Regions from separate parts of the Anser cygnoides genome. Here region 2 is linked to region 1. The links are chromatin contacts, called in public Hi-C maps. All regions are on one chromosome and are shown on one strand. Each heading gives the region's core, a stretch centred on a gene start, on an enhancer-like site or on the middle of the called end of the contact. The rest is flanking DNA. Distances are from core to core; before and after follow the strand shown.

Region 1 (2,700 bases), core at 122-2,621:
TTGCTTGTTCAGGCAGTGGCCTTTCTAGCCACTGCTTATGTGTTGAAATATAATTTCAGAAGATACTCACCATATGTAAAACGAATTTAGGATTTTAATTGTTTTCTATTGTTACTGAAAGGTACATTCTGTGGTCAGAAAGCCAGCTGACTGCTGCCTTCCTTCTGCTCATGAAACGGAGGTTCACATGTGTACTGTGTGATACAAAAAAACGGGTTCTTGGTACATTGTAATATTGTTTCCTGATTAAGATTTTGTCAATTACTGTTAGTTGCAAGGAATCTGTCAAACCCTTTCTGAGCAAGCAACTTGCTGTCACAAGTTTCTGGCTTATTAAGACACCCAGGACTAAGAAATACAGCATTTTTTTGCCAGCCACCGCTACGTTTGAATTCTCTGCAGATGTTCCTCTAGCAGTTGCCTACACCTGCTCCAGAAGCCTTGACACGTCCTTTCTCTCTGCCTCTTTCCAGGTGACCCGGACCACCAGAGCTAAGTGCCAGGGGGCTTCCCGACGCGAGGAGGTAGGCGAGGGAGCCCCGATACGCCTCGTCTGCGGGCTGCGGGATGGCGGCGAGAGGAAATCCCGGGCGTCCGCACCCCTGCCGAGCTGAGGCTGCACACCGGGCTCCTCGGAAGGCTGTGCCCAGGAGCAGGCAGGTCCGTGCGGCCCCGGAGGGAGGGTGGGCGGCCGGGAGCCGCGGGGCGCCGCAGCCCGCTGGAGCATCGCCTCCTCCCGGGCCACCTGGCTGCTGCCGCCCCGCCGCGCCCCGGGTTTATCCCGGGTGAGCGCCGGGAGCCGTGCCGCGCTGCGGGCAGGCTGCAATTACACGGACCTGCTCCATTCGCGCTGCGGGACCGGGAGCGGGGCACAGCCAAGCGTCCGCCCCGCATCGTGCCAGCCTGCGGGCAGGGGCAGCTGCCGGAGCGGCCCCAGCGGCACGGGCCGAGCCGTGCCGAGCCAAGCCGGGCAGCCCCCGCCGCCCCCCGTCCCTGCGCGCTCCCCGGCCGGGTCCTAGCGCCGCTCGGGGCCGGGATCCGCGGGTCCCCGCTTCTGCCGGGCCGGGCCGGGCCGGGCCGGGCCAGCCGCGCTCCGCAGGTGCGGCGGGATGGGGCGCTCCGGGCACAAAGCCCCTCGGCTAGAAAAGCGCCGTCGGTCCTGCGGCAAACCCGGCGGGGCTCCCCCGCGTCTCCCCCCGTCTGACCAAATATTTGCGAGCACTCGCGGGCGGTGCTGAACTTTGAGACTTTCTCCGCGGCGCCGCCGGTGGGAGGGCGCCGAGCGGCCCCGGGCACGCAGTGGGCGACGGCCCCGCTCCCCGCACCTCCCCGGGAGGCTTCGGGCAGCTCGGGGACCCCCCCCCCGAGAGCGCAGCCCAGCGCCGGGAGCCCGCCGAGCTCGGGGCGGCTGCCGGGGGCGGGCGGGCGGCTGTGCCCGGCCGGGGCGCTAAGACCCGGCTGCGCGGTGGTCAAAGGTTCCCGGCAGGAGGTGGACACTAGAGGGCGATCCCCGGCCCTGCTGCGGGGGTGTATATATACGGCTCACAGGACCCAGGCAAGCCACTAGCAACAGGGCAGGCAGGCAGCGAGCGGGGCTCGGCCGGGCTGGGGCGGGGGACGGGCTCCGGGCGCGCCGAGCCGCGCCGAGCTGAGTCGTGCCGAGTCGTGCCGAGCCGCGCCGTGCTGCTCGCCGCCGGGAAACCGCGGGGTGCCGCGGGCTTGGCAGAGCCGCCGCCGCCGCCCCGTCCGAAACCTGGATTGCAGGAGCCCTTCACCATGCCCGGCAGACTGTAGGTGCTTCATGGAGCAAGCCAACTTCTACGAGGTCGATTCCCGGCCCCCGATGAGCAGCGGCCAGCACCACCAGCTCCAGACTCCCCTGCCCGGCAGCGCCTACAGCTACAGAGAGGCTCCCTCGGCGGCGGCACCTGCTGCGGGCGGCGCGGAGCTCGGCGACATCTGCGAGAACGAGAACTCCATCGACATCAGCGCCTACATCGACCCCGCCGCCTTCAACGACGAGTTCCTGGCTGACCTCTTCCAGCACAGCAAGCAGCAGGAAAAAGCCAAGGCCATCCTGGCCGGGGATTTCGACTTCCACAGCATGCATGGGGCCGGCGCCGCCGCCTCGGCGCCGGGGCACCAGCAGCAGCACCACCAGCAGCCGCTCTTCGGCTGCATGGCCGGCTACATGGACGGCAAGCTCGACCCGCTCTACGAGCGCATCGCCGCGCCGGGCTTGCGGCCGCTGGTGATCAAGCAGGAGCCCCGCGAGGAGGAGGAGGTCAAGTCGGCGGCCCTGTCGGCCCTCTACCCCCACCACGCCGCGCAGCAGCACCCCTCCCACCTGCAGTACCAGATCGCCCACTGCGCCCAGACCACCATGCACCTCCAGCCCGGGCACCCCACGCCGCCCCCAACGCCCGTGCCCAGCCCGCACCACCCGCACCACCCGCACCCCCCGGGCGGCCTGCCCGCCGCCGGCGCGCTCAAGATGATGCCCGCGGACCACCGGAGCAAATCGAAAAAGACAGTGGACAAGAACAGCAACGAGTACCGGGTGCGCCGGGAGCGCAACAACATCGCGGTGCGCAAGAGCCGGGACAAGGCCAAGCAGCGCAACGTGGAGACGCAGCAGAAGGTGCTGGAGCTCACCACCGACAACGAGCGGCTGCGGAAGCGGGTGGAGCAGCTCACCCG
Region 2 (2,700 bases), core at 95-2,594, 140 kb after region 1:
ATTGCAGATAGCTCAAGGTTATATTATCAACTCAACTTATACGCACCTCTGTGCTAATACACGAGCCTACTATACTCAAACCCACATTGTTGATTTACTCCTTGTTAAATTGGATCTCAGTTTCTTGCTCGATAACATGCCGTGGAGCATTTTTCTTGCCTTTGGTTTTACTTGTTTACTAACAAGTACTGAGTATTGAGAAACAACATGACAAATGTTTAAAGGCTTAAAAATTTCTTTCCCTTTCTCTTGAACTTTCATGTTCTGTTCATTTTAAATATGTGGCAAATTGGTTTTGTATTTTCCATATTAATTTTCCTATGTTCCTGTGTATTAAAATAACTAACACAGAAAAATAATTCCATCTGCTCTGCCCTCAGTTGTTTATGCCTTCAGAGATGCTGGGCTCTATGCAGACAGCAAAGGAGTGCCTCAGAGCCACTCTTCACAGTAAAATTTTCTCCAACCTCAAGCACCTAAAATCACAAGGTTCAATTAAAACTAATTCAAGGTTAGATTAAAACTAATTATTATTAATCAAATTCATCAAGTAACCCAAACACACACACACACAAAACCAGAACTTTAATTTTCTTTCCATTTTCTTGCTAGTGTCTGCACTTCTCTGTTATACACGTGGCAGTTTTTCAAAGCCTTCTGCTTAACAATTACAGCTTAAAATTAGAGAGAGTTCAACAGGGGGGAAAGAGAGAGGGAGAGAAAATAAAAAAGAGAGGGAAAGAGAGAAGACCGCCCTGGGATTACTGACTCAGCAGGGATTCCTTGCCTGGGAGGGGACCGGGGTGCCAGGGTGGAGATGGGGTCTGTGCCAGTGTCTGGCAGAGCACTCCGACAGGCCAAGGCAGCAAAGGTCAGCCTCACGTCTTCCCATCTTTTGGGGACATGTGGCTCTGGGAGGTGCATGAGCACACCACATGCACCCAGGGCCAACAATTCACCAGGACAGGCCATGGGCAGATGTTCTGCACAATTGCCTGCACATTTCCCCTCTGTGGGCCCATAAAACACCCCAGCCCATCTCCCTTCTTTCTTTTGTGCTCCTCTCTAGCTCATTAACTTACTTCAGCAAATAGGGCTTGGTTATTTTTCTGTCCTGCATCACCCCAGCCCGGGAGACGACTGAGGCGGAAGCTTTGCAGGGAGAGGTTTGTGAGGAGGCACGGGGCAGGAGGGTCCAGCAGTATGGACACGCTCTTCTAGCTGGGCTCCACACACCGCTTCCTCACTCCCTTCACATGCAGGGTGCTGCCACGGGCACGCTTTGCTTCACACACGTTTCACCCTGCGCCTGGTCACTAACCGAGGCTGGCAGCAGGCTGCAGGCACGGAGCTTGCTGACACGCACGCTGCCGCGCTGTGTGTGAGGCGTTGCTGCCCGTAACGCCACGGAGAGCAGGGGTTACTGCGGCAGGGAAACCTAAATTCAGACCCTGTTAATATTCCTTAATAGGCGAAAGGCAGAAGAGTGAGGGAAGAGAGCAAACAATACATAACAACATTTAAATTAAGTACATTAACAATAAATACTCCCCTGTCAAGGATATGTCATGTAATTATATTTACTGCACTGAACAGAGGTAACCAATGTTTTGAGAGGGTGGTTTTGCACTCCCAAGATGACTCTCCTTTGGGGACAGCATATGTGAATAATCAGTCAGACATGGGATATCGGCTGTGAAAAAACCTCCTCCAGCACAGTGTGCCAGTTGTGATGGCTAGAAAGTTAGCACCCTCTCCTGGATTAGACCAGAAATGTAATGTACATTGCACTGGTCTAAACCACAGCTCGGGCATTCTTTGGCCTTTTTATATTTTTTTCTCCATAATCCTGAAACCTCAGTCAAGGGAAATCTATGCTTCCTGAAGAACTGGGGTGTGTGTATGGAGGTACTGCATATCACCTAAGCAATGATGATAATCTCACCCCAAACACACTGAAACCTCTGCTAAATTGCCGCATAACTTCAGGATGTGCAGGGGATCCCCACAGAACTCATATCTGCAGAGATGAGTGGTGTAAACTGCTGTCACAAAATGCCAGGATCCACAAAAATTCACTGCAAAGCAGCTCTCTCTCATGGCCTTGACACTTTGTCCCTCAGGCCTTATGCAAGCAAAGGGCTGTTGCTGTGAGTAGGAATTTGGCCCAGCGAGGGTGCACGTAAGGACAGCAGGACTTACTGCCTGAGCCGAGAATTCGAGAACGAAGGCTGCAATGGAGACAGAGAGCAGATCATAACAAGAAATTTTACTAGGGTTTCCAGTGTGTTTACTAAGTGTCCTTTGCAAAAAGGTTAAGATATTGCACAGTTTTCACACAGTTTCCAGACCACAAGGGAACACAAAGCAGTTCCATTTAGAGAATTAAAACTTCAGTTTGCTGTTCAGAGAAGCTCAGAAAGCTGAGATTAAACTAGGAAAAGAATGAAAATATAAGTGTCCATAGCTCATACACCACTGGGGATTTGATCAGATTCAGGTAAAATCAGTGGCAAAAGAATTAAGATGTCCCTTGGTTTTAAAAGTAGGGCTTAAAATGGCTATATAAAAATGCACATACAAAAGTTTAAATAAACTTGTTTTCCTGTCTAACTGTAGGCTTTATTAACTCCCAAATATAATCCTTTAAGAATATATAGGACCTTTCACCTGAGAAACTGAAATTTCTTCAGGCTTTGA

Evidence for each region. A called contact is a pair of places that touch in the nucleus more often than the background predicts.
Region 2: a contact with region 1 is called in a Hi-C map of liver, with 4 times the contacts expected there. The contact joins the enhancer-like site here to the promoter of CEBPA in region 1. A contact is called at or near these places in 3 of 7 Hi-C or Micro-C datasets (fetal liver and liver).

What each region holds. Positions count from the first base shown.
Region 1 is chr12:10,878,915-10,881,614 of Taihu_goose_T2T_genome, forward strand. CEBPA (CCAAT enhancer binding protein alpha) reads left to right here and starts at 1,372. Exons shown (of 1, transcript XM_048068849.2): 1 at 1,372-2,700. The coding sequence starts at 1,802. It overlaps LOC125183365 (a long non-coding RNA gene), which reads left to right. Exons shown (of 10, transcript XR_010834360.1): 4 at 474-660.
Region 2 is chr12:11,017,712-11,020,411 of Taihu_goose_T2T_genome, forward strand. The region is part of intron 5 of LOC106033218 (a long non-coding RNA gene); the gene reads right to left. Among named protein-coding and RNA genes, the nearest start is that of SLC7A10, 53 kb to the right of the region's middle. Within about 2 kb of position 1,345, at least 1 of the 3 cell types and tissues checked has open chromatin away from gene starts, as enhancers often do. A contact at or near this core is called in liver, where this site is marked.